Linked DNA regions of Capsicum annuum: region 1 is linked to region 2. Evidence: chromatin contacts called from public Hi-C data. All regions are on one chromosome and are shown on one strand. The core of a region is the stretch at or near the end of the contact, and the rest is flanking DNA. Distances in the headings are between cores, read along the strand shown. Region 1 has its middle 7.1 kb from the start of LOC107842519. Region 2 holds the start of LOC107842518 (NADH dehydrogenase [ubiquinone] 1 alpha subcomplex subunit 9, mitochondrial).

Region 1 (5,780 bases), core at 3,027-5,526, 130 kb before region 2:
ACCTTCTACCTGTAAAATATAACAAAACAATACGATAAAATAAATTTCAAAATAATACAATTAAACCTAACCTTTACACACAAAAATTTCTCAAAGTTGATCAACATTCATCTACGACCTGTAAACTATCACAAAATAATACAGTAATAGAGATATTAAAATAATATAGTTAAACCCAACCTTTACCCCAAAAAAAATCTTCAAAGTCGATCGACATTCATCTACTATCTGTAAATTAAAATAAAATAATACGATAATAAAGATATCAAAATAATACAATTAAAACTACCCTTTCAATTTTTGTTGAGAGGAAATTTTGATCCTAAAGGCCGACTTGAATGAAAATAAAATAAGAAAATATAGTAAAAGTAAAAAAAGTTATATATATATACACAGATATATACACAAACGTTGAATGCAAGTTTAAAATAATTTATACACATTTTTAGACCTTCTTTTTTCAAAAATAAAGAAACTGTCCAAAAAAGGACAAATTTATTATGTTAGTGTATATGCTGAATTCTATTTCAAATTTCGCAAATTTATATTTATTTGCCAAATATAAGGTACTATATTAGGACTCTTTTAATAATGGTGATTTTTTATTTTTCCAAAAATATATATTATTTGTATTTATGTATAATTATAATTTAAAAAAATATAAAAAAGATGATTTTGTTTAAAGGAGAGTGTTTTAATGAAGGTTAAAAAGTTCGAATCACTTTTCTAAGGTTTTCACACTTTTATAATATTATATAATATTATATAGAGAGAGAAAGAGAGAGATTATATATAGATTATATATAGATTATTTTTGGTATACTTTAAAACAATTGTATTTTACGTAAGTTGTACCACAATATTAATTGCTCACGTAATTGATCATTGTAGATTTTTCAACTAATTGACTTTATTTTAAAGATTTAGTTAAGGTAATATTTTCATTAATTTAAAAGTCTAAAATTTAAGGTATATAAATCCAAAAAGGAAAGGTTTAATAACTAAATTTAAATGAATTTTAAGTTTTAAATATTAGAAAAATAATGAAAAGACAGTTTTATCTATTGTAGAGTCTTTTAATGAAGGGCAAAAAGTTCAAATCACTTTTCTAAGGGTCTTCACACTTTTAATATATTATATAGATATAGATTATAGATTATAGATATTATGTTGTGATTTTTAGCTTCAAGTGATAACTAATTATTTTTTTCATTATTAAAATTTTTTAAGATAATATTATTTACTTACTACTTTATATTGATTTATTATTTGTGTGTTTCCTTTGAAGTAGGCTAATGTTCTCACATTTTGGCAATTAATTTATGATTTATTCAGCTCGTAAAGATAAATTTTCTTTGATAAAAGGCTCTAGCAAATTCAAATTTTAGCTAATTATAACTAGATTAATTATAGTAAAATATCTTTTTTTTTTTTTTAGTAAGAACGTATTTGACCTCAATCGTTGATTTCCAAACTCGAATTCCTTAGATAAATGTTTACGCACTAAAATCTATTTCTTTTCCTTAAAATCAAACAGTCCAAACATTTTACTATATTCTATATTTTTCAACATGTGTTTCAAGTTTTCGAATTTTTTTTAAGTTTCCAAAACACAAATTGTACATGTGTCCTTACACTCGTATATAAGGTATATTTTATTACTATTATCATTATTTTATTATATTAAGTATTATTATTTTTACAAATACTATAATTATCAAATTATTATTATTTATCCATTTTATCAACTCTATCACATTTATACACTTCACTATTACATTTTATTTTTCACTTAGTTTCAATTTAATGGAGTTATAGAAATTAAAAGAATTTTCACTACTTTTCCATATACACTCTTAAATATACAATATACATACATTCATGTTTATAATATATAAATCCTCACATACTTTTGAGACTACATTTTCTTCACTTTAGAGTTATTTTATTCACGTGGTTAATATCATGCACTTTTTAAACATATTTTCTTATAAAATCATAAGACTTTATATTTTCTAACATATGTATTATAACTATTCTTTTTTTTCCCCATATTTTTGAAAGCATAAATATATATTTTGCGAAAATTTTATTACTTCCTTGTATATGATAGCATTACATCTATATACCTTGGGTTTCTTATCACTTTTTTAGAAAATCTAAAAGCAAATATTTTTCCAATTGTTTTATTACAAAAACTAAGTTTTAATGATTATCTTCGGATGGGCTGTGATGGCTGCTTAACACCTTCTCCTCGAGCAACCAAAATCCTTTTCCAGAATTTCAAAGTTTTCAAATACCAAAAGTAGAGTTTTACAAAAAATAGTTTTTCTAATTTTTCCTAAAAGTTCGGTTGTGACACTAAATGAATTTTCAAAGTCAAAGAGTCATAACCATTTATGTTGTATATTGTTTTGACCGATTCGAAATAGGATGCAACACTCTTGACGTACGTATAAATATAATTGTTCTAAATTCATAGTAAACAGTTTGGAATCCACTGTGGGGCCAAAGCAACTGAGTTGGCTTAATCTCTCTTAGTCTTTGTTAATTTGTTTGTTTTATGTTTCAGTAAATCTATGCTAGGATAATTGCCAATAATGGAGAGCATACTAATGGGGTACTTTCAGCACACAATGTAGCAAGATAGAGAAAGCTGATGAAAAAGGTGGAAGCCTAGGATAGGCGAATGAATGAGTTTCAGTATGGTCTGACCCAAGGAACTTTGATTTCCTCCAAAAAAAAAATGAGAAGGCGATGATGATGAGAAGTTCAATGGAAGGTCTAACAGACACAATCCTAGAAAGTCAAGGGGTGAGCTGGAAGCCTCAACCTTTATGCTGGAGTCTGTGATATAAATACTAAGGGAAGAGATGAAGGTGCGGAATATAGAGCTTTACAATTGTAAGGATCGTTATTTTGTTAGTTCCTCCCATAGCCAATGGTCCAAACTTGAAAATCTATGCGAAGGTGCCTTGCAAGTCTAGTGTGGTGACAAGGCCCATACCCATAAGATTCAAAATGCAAGACATCACCAAATATGATGGGACTAGATATTCTCAAGAATATCTATTATTCTTCAGAACGGTTGTAAATGGGAACTATGTGATAATGGAGGAGATCGAGTCAATGATGGTCAAATAGCAAGCAAAAACCCATTCACGCGGGGCTCTAGTATGGTATTCTCTCCTACCTAAAAATTCTATTGAATATTTGAACATGTTGGCATATAACTTTGTTAGGGCTCATGCAGGAGCTACGAAAGTGTGACGCCATAGAGAGGACTTATTTAAAATAAAATAGAAAGAAATAGAATTACTTTTGGAGTCCGTTGATAGGTCTAGAAGGAGTGGATGCAGCAGCCCATTGTACCAAAAGAATACTTAGAATCCTTCATTAAAGGACTAAATCTCAAGAGCTAAGTTACTTCATCCAAACTGAAAGAAAGCCTGACAGAGTTCGAGAATATAATGTGGGTAGATGTGCATAGTCAATCCAAGTCCATATTTCGAGTTGAGGATGATTACAGGTGAGTCGAATGGAACACCCCTAGGGTGTAGAATAAATCAGTGGTTGAAAAAACTCATTGCACCAAGGGGATAAATCGTCTCAAAGCATCTCACATTGAGGGAATTTATAGGGAACACCCTAAGGACGACACACCCCTACACAATGGATCCAAGAGCGGGTTTAAGAAGGCACATCGGCCCTCACTCCATCATCTCACCATATACTAGAAAAAGGGACTTAAAGCAAAGGGGCCTTCGGGCTAGAGAAGATCCAAAACACGTGGTATACGTCATCGACAATATTCCCCTTCTTTTAGAGTATCACTTCACCATCAATTTGGGGGAACTAGTGTCGGTTATCTAAGACATCAAAAGGACAAAATTCCTGAAACCCATTTGCACCGACTTTGATCCTCAAAACTAGAATGCATGGTGCAAATTTATAGGATATAGGGGCATGACAGTGGGGATTGTTATCATCTAATAGAATCGGTGGTCGAGCTACTCAAGCATGGATACTTGAGGGCATTCTTAAGTGACTGCACCAAGGTAAACTATAGGGAAAAAGTTGAAGGGAACAAGCAGGTCGTAAGTTAGGTTTCCCTTGCAAGACGATAAGTTACTAAAACCCATACAGAACAATGGGTACGTTCTCTTTCTTTTAAATTATTCCTAACTACTTATTTTTCTCTTTTTCCATGGTATGGCAGGTTCTTGACAACAACTCTTGCTCTCGGAGGAGGGACAACCTCTTATTGGGAGTCTGAACTCAACATCCATGGCCTGGGGCGAGCAGAACCCTCAAAGGCACCAGGAGAAAGGGAACCCATCAACCGCAGAATCAAGACTGAACGCCTGAAAGGATGAGCTACACTATTTTTTCATTTGACCAAGCCTTTTGTCCCCAATGAGGGTTTTTGTAGGCATGATTTTTAATGAGGTAGCAGTAAGGACTTATGGAAGGAGATTGGGACAAAAACATTTCGAAAATTAAGTATATGATCTAACTGTCTCAAAAACACAAATTATAAACAAAAAATGTATTTCAAAATATCAAGTACTGTGAGAGAAAATCAAAAGCCAAATTCACCAAAACCTTCGGCCAGGGGGAACGAGCCACCAAAACTTAATTGCTCAATACTGCGAGAGCTTAATCGCGGTCCTCTCAACTAACGGGTCAAGATCTCTCTCAGCTACTCACACACTGTAGTGCACTCATGGGAAAAAGGCTTTATGCTAAGGATCCCCAATCCCAAAAATCAGGCCCCCCAAAACCCTAATCATCCAGGGTAAGCCACTATCTAAGAGCATCTCAAGACAACAAAAAAGAGTACTAGGGACTGCTGCAAAGATCATAGCATGTATCTTAAAATATTAGACTCAGGACAAAATATTCGGTTGAGACAATATTAACATGACACCTTACTGAAATGTCTTAACTTACACTTGACGTGGGGACTGATCATCCAAGAGCGATAATTCGAGGATGCATCTTACACACCTTCGGGGAGCTTCGAGCATGATTAACCCTCAAATCATTACAAAAATACAAATTGTCCCCCATCAAAGAGTCCTAAGTCAAAAATGACTAAAATGGAGAAATTTTCTCTCGATTTTACGTTCTATAGCTCTCTGAGATGTCTAGACTTAGTAGCACAACCATAAAAATAAATAGGGATCCATCTTCAAACTTGAGGTTCAAACAAATAGACTTAAAGTAATCTCTGATTGAATTGCGCGAGATATCTACGGCTCGACATCGAAGATAATTTTGCAAAGAAATATAAAAAATAAAAATTGATTTGTGTTGATCTTGTATCATCAATAACAATGAGTCAACACTTACTAAATTGGTCTCAAAATATACTCGAGCAGAATCAATGATGGGAAATGCTTAAGGTATGACCCTGGGGATACTCACAAAAAGGGCAATCACTTCTACATTGTGTGGAAGCCACAGACCCCAACTCGTGAATGGGCATGGGCAAGTTGAATTAACATAATCTTTGGGACCTGCAACCACCATAATCACCAAACTCGCTAATAGGGCATAAAAGGCCCAAGGGTCTAACGCACCACCTCAAGGAAGTTAAGGGAAGGGAGAGGCACGAATTGGAGAACCGCTCTAGACCTCTCTTGTCCTTGAACTCACCCATAGTTTTAACCTTACCCTTATTAATGACTTTAGTGGAACAACCCAAGGTCAACCACTGGGATCAAAGACAACGATATGGCAAAAACAATATGAGAGACCTAGTTTAAAGTCTGAAT
Region 2 (5,997 bases), core at 2,912-5,411:
GAAAGGACTATTTTGATTTCATCCAACTGACCCATTTATTGCAATAAATGGGTGAACACAATCCAATAGCAAGAACTGTTTTGATTTCTTCCAACAGATAGCCCATTTATTACAATAGATGGGTCATCTATTGTGAGTACATAATACAGTACAAAAACTTATTTTGAGTTCTTCCAACAGATGACCCATCTATTGCAACAGATGGGCTATCTGTTGGGAGGACACAATGCAGTGCAAGAACTTGTATTGAGTTCTTCCAATAGATGACCTATCTGTTATAACAGATGGGTCATTTTTTAGAAGAACATAATTTAGTTATTTAGATTTCTTCCAACAAATTACCTATCTGTTGCAACAGATGGACCATCTACTGCAATAGATAGGTAATATGTTGAAAATATTTTTGTGCTCTGTTGTATTTATTTAATTTTCTGTTACCTTTTTTTATTAACACACAAATTAATTATTGGACCATAAATAAAAACATTATATTATATAATAAAACATACATTACAAACAACAATGAGTTAAAATTATCAAGTTCATAACTAAACCAAAGAATAACACAAGACTATTTACTATTACAACAACTAAACTATTTACTACTATTACAATTATCGTGGTGCATTTCGATCCGGGCATGTAGTTTTTTGTAGCCAACGTTCTTACATATTGAGCACTTGTTTTTTCTTGTTAGAAATGATTCTCCGACTCCACACCTCCTCTTATATCGCCTTCTTTTTTATTTGTTGTTGCTTAGGTCAACATATGGAGGAGGTATTTCTCTCTTCAAAATCTCTACAGGAACAACCTAAGAATCTCCAGGAAGCACCAAATTAATATTCGTACATTATATAATTATATATTTTTCCACTATATAATATGAAGATGAGTATTCATAAATTTGATTTCAAAATTGTGCACCATATTGGGCTCGAAGCGCTGCTATAGCATGTGGACAAGGTATTTTGTCCAAGTAAAAAACACTACATGTACAAGTTCTTCTTTGAAGATCGACAATGAAAATATCACCATGACCGTTGATACTGAACTTGTAATTGGTTATTTGATGGACTAATAACTTATTTCCCGAAGTGAGGTACGTTGATGTTTTTCTTCTATTAAAGACACAAGGATGGTTGATGAGTTCACCAACTCCATATGCCTCTCTTGAAATAATTTGGTAAACCTCACATTTATTTGATCACAATGGGAAATTCTCTTTCAACGTCAAATATTTCATTCACCTATTTAACTATGTTTGACGTCATAATATTATACCTATTCAAAAGAATCACTTAGTACGATGTAGTATTACAATAAACTCAAACAAAACATTAAATTTATGAATAATGTACCTATTTTTTGGACAAAATGCATGGTTCTGTCTCTCGAATTCTATGCTTTTGAGATATTCTGCTGCTTTGGATACCATATCCCTTATTTGATTGAAATGGTCTAAGAATTTAGCTCTATCATACGCGTTAGCTGCTTTATAAAAATGAGAGACGGCCTTTGAGTTGTGGTAGTTGTTTCAAATATTTTTCCCAAGGCGCCTCATGCAACAACCATAGTGAGCTGAAGGCTAGAAAATTGACACCATCTTTTGGATACTTGGATGTCTATCCGAAATTATACACAACTCATCGGTATCATCTACGCAGCTTCTCATTTGTTCAAAATATATTGATACGAGGCATCACATTACACAAAAAGTCATCAAAAAGATGTGATTCTCTGTATTTTGTGCATCGCCGATAACAAAACTCCTTCATACTTGCTCCTCAATAATATCCCGCCGACGGCTATGACTTTTCTCAATTGTTGAAAACTAAGAATCCAAGCACCATAGGCTATAAAAAGTACTTGAACCTTCTATTTTCATCAATCTGCAATACCGTCTTACTTTGGGGATTTGTGGACTCAAGTATGTAACGGTAGGCATCAAGCACTGCATACCCATGCTCATGTGTTTCCCTAACAAGAGACTTTGAAATCTCCATGCCTTTATAAATTTTCCAATAAATCACCTTACAACCTAATTTTGTACGGAAATTGTCCATATCTCTTGTAGAAGGGCCTTTGCCACTGGGGAATCTTTTTTTGAAGTATTTATCGATGATCTTTGTTGTGACATGTAGAATATGGCTCGTAATATGTTTTGAGCCACGTGTGTGATATTTTTCATAAGTTCTAATGACGAATCTGTTAGAACTTATAAATTTCACAACCCCCAATCACCACTTGCACTTTGAATGAGCGCATCTAAAATAAAATACATTTCATGAATTAATCACCTTCTTCAATCGGAAATCTTTTTTCAAACAAGCAATATTTAATAAATTGACTAGTTCTTCCTCATCCTTGAATGGCATTTCCTTATAAAAACTAGTCTCATCGTCTTGAAGATTGCTCAACTGTGTTGATTGAGAACTACCCACTATATTGATCGCAACAATGGGCGTAGGTATTTGATGATCCTTCTTCACTTCATCTTTACTCTCATTATTCCAGATCATTCAATTTATCATCAAACATATCTTGTTGTTTTTGTTCTATATTCTAATTCTGATTCTTTATTGGTTTTTCAACCACATACACCCTTAAAGTCGGCCTAGCTGCATCACTCAGATAAGCACTCAAACGAACCAGATCGCTTATCTTAAAAGCTAGAACCCTCTGATTTTCAATATGCATTTAATTAATAACAAAATATTTTTATTGACAATTTAGTCCACAATAGTTGATGATTAAGTTCATAAAATCATCATACAAAACATCTCTTCGGACTGTCATTGCTATCGTCTTTAACATTTCACTATCCTTCCAACGCTAAATATATCGATTAATAGTACCTGAAGACATTTGTTAAAAAGGTTAATCATGATATTATAGTAAAATTAATAATGATAGTATAGTATATACAACAATAAAAATAATTATATACACTACACTATCATTATCAATGTAATCACCTGTTGCAACAAATTATCCATCTGCTGGAATTGATGTGTAGTACTATAAAACTTCAAACTGATTCCAACAGATGAGTCATCTGTTGTAACAAGTAAGTCATTTATTGCAACAAATGACCTACCTGTTGGGATTCTTGTTACAGTACTATAGAACATGAAGCTAATTCTAACAGATGAGTTATCTATTGCAACAAATGACTCATCTGTTGGATTCAACTTTAGATTTTAGAGTGCTGTAATATGAGTCCCAACAGGTGAGTCATCTGTTGCAACAGATGACTCATCTGTTGGAATCAACTTTAGGTTCTATAGTGCTGTAACATAAATCCCAATAGGTGAGTCGTCTATTGCAACAGATGACTCGTCTGTTGGAATCAACTTTAGGTTTTATAGTGTTGTAACATAAATCCTAATAGGTGAGTTATCTGTTATAACAAATGACTTATTTGTTGGAATCAACTTTAGTTTCTATAGTATTGTAACATGAATCCCAACAACAGATGACCCACTTATTGCAATAGATGACTCGCATATTGCAATAGATGACTTAACTATTGGAATCAACTTTAGCTTTTGTTGCAACAAGTGCAACAGATAACTCATCTGTTGGATTCAGCTTCAGGTTCTATCCATTGTTGAAAAAACAACAGTAGCAGATATACCAGATGAGATATTCAACTACAAATCATAATTTTACGTACAAAATCGCCTATGAAGTAATGCCCAGTGATATATGAATAATATTTGATCTAAAAATTTGATCCAATAACAGCAGTAGCGGTAACAACAACAATATGGTCAAGAATAAGAAAATGATGATGATGATTCAGAAGAAGATACTGATAATGAAGAAGAAGATGACAATAATGAAGATAATAAAAAAAGTAACAACAACAATAAAAATAAAGAGAGAGACAATAAATGTAAAAAAAGAAAAACATGCATTTTTTTTACCTAATAAAAAAATTACTCCCTCCTCCTATTTTACCCATCCCAAATTGAGATGGCACAACTATTAAGAAAATAATGATTGATAATGTATAATTTTACCATTTTTCGCGTTTTAATTGTGTCTTGTTATTAGTTTCAATATTAATGAATGACTAATAACAAAGAGTAATTAATTACATTAAGGATATAATGAGAAAAAGATTTATTTGATAAGTAAAAAAGGACAAGTAAAATGAAACATCATAAAATGAAACGAAAAGAGTACAAGTAAATCTCAAACTTTCTCAACTCATCATTAAATAATATTATCGACTACATTCAATTATTAACATCTGAATCACCACACTTTCACTTCAAAACTCTTTTGTCACCTCTAATTCAATCTCCCCAACCACTTTCCCCAATTTCCAAACAGCACCGATATCCTTCTGTCGAACGAAGATGCAGGCAATCACGAGAAAATTAGGGCAGCGATCTTTGAAACATCATTCGCCTGCGATTTCATCTTTCAAGTCCCTCTATCCCCTTTGTGATGATCACTGTATGTATCCTATTTATTCATTTCAAGGGCAACTCAAGTTTTCATTTGTTATTTTCTTCCCACAGTGTGGTGATCTCTCGTATCGGATTATGTTCTGTTTTTTTTATTTTATTTATTTCAGACTATGGTTATCTTACTCCGCGCTTCGCATCTAACCTTGTCACCGGGGGTACGGGACCTCTAGTTCGCAAGGGAACTGGTGGAAGATCATCCGTTAGGTAAGTGCAATATTGAATGACTTGCCTTTTCTTAAAAATCTTATTTCATAGCCGCCGTGTAAGATGATACCAATTTGTTGAGCTAATGCTTTGGTTAATTTGGTACATTCCTTAATTAGGTCGGGAGTTTGCTAGTCGAGGGATAACTTTAAGATTTTGATCTCTAGATTTAGACAACTCCTTGTCTTACAAGTCAAATCATTGAGTATTGGAATAATATGGGCCCAAATAGACCAAAATGGACATTGAGAATTTATATAACTTCCTAACTAGTTTGGGATTGAGGGTTGGGTAGTAGTTGTTCAATCTTATACTATTCCACTAAATTTGATATATCATTTTTCGTTTCTTAATACTGTGAAATTCCATTGAACTTTTGTCATTGTTTTGACTCACTGTGAATGATTCAGGATTTTATGTTATTTTTGCTTATTGGTTGTTCTGGAGCTTCTGGTACTCTCTTTTTGAATACCTACATGATGAGTCGTAGCTTTTGTGCAGATTCTTTGTTTCTTTTTTATGTGTGCAACTACAAGTATGTATTGTTGATTTTACATGTTTTTTGAATCCGTTGTTTGTCAGTGGAATAGTTGCTACAGTCTTTGGAGCTACTGGATTTCTCGGGCGTTATCTTGTGCAACAGCTTGGTACTTCTAATCACCTTTTTTGTTACTTACAATACAGACGAAGTTAAAAGAGTTCTTGAGATAAATGATTCTTGTTTTCCTTTTTCTGTTTGAGCTCACAGCTAAAATGGGCAGTCAAGTGTTGGTTCCTTTTCGTGGATCTGAGGATTCTCCTCGTCATCTTAAGTTAATGGGTGACTTAGGACAGGTATATTAACAGCTGTGCTCACATAGAACTTATTTTATTTTATCTGAGCTGTTTTTTTTAATTGTTACTATTATTATTATTATTATTATTATTATTATTGTTATTATTATTTTCTGATGTTCTTGAGCTTATCTTAAGCAAAAAACAGGAGTTATGAAAACATTTCACATTTTTATGGGGTTACTGCCTCTCTTTTTTTATCTTGCCTAGATTGTTCCTATGAAATACAATCCCAGGGATGAAAATTCAGTCAAGGCAGTGATGGCAAAAGCTAATGTTGTGATCAATCTCATCGGTATGCCTTCTGGAATTTTTAATCAGTGGTCCACAAAGATATCCTTACAATCATTTCCATAAAGCTTTATGGTTTCCAGGAAGGGAATATGAGACAAGAAATTACAGCTTTGAGGAAGTCAATCACCATATGGCCGAACAGCTCGCAATGGTAGGTTCTGCTGTTATATTGCCTTCTGCTGCA

The links. Hi-C and Micro-C count contacts between places; a contact is called where the count stands out from the background.
Region 1: a contact with region 2 is called in a Hi-C map of leaf, with 1.8 times the contacts expected there. The contact joins the enhancer-like site here to the promoter of LOC107842518 in region 2. A contact is called at or near these places in 3 of 5 Hi-C or Micro-C datasets (bud, leaf and placenta).

Annotation. Positions count from the first base shown.
Region 1 is chr9:114,931,102-114,936,881 of UCD10Xv1.1, reverse strand. No RefSeq gene overlaps it. Among protein-coding and RNA genes, the nearest start is that of LOC107842519, 7.1 kb to the right of the region's middle. Within about 2 kb of position 4,276, at least 4 of the 5 cell types and tissues checked have an H3K27ac peak or open chromatin away from gene starts, as enhancers often do. A contact at or near this core is called in bud and leaf, where this site is marked.
Region 2 is chr9:114,800,941-114,806,937 of UCD10Xv1.1, reverse strand. It overlaps LOC107842518 (NADH dehydrogenase [ubiquinone] 1 alpha subcomplex subunit 9, mitochondrial), which reads left to right and starts at 4,161. Exons shown (of 13, transcript XM_016686417.2): 1 at 4,161-4,467; 2 at 4,589-4,685; 3 at 5,268-5,332; 4 at 5,434-5,519; 5 at 5,730-5,814; 6 at 5,894-5,964. The coding sequence starts at 4,368.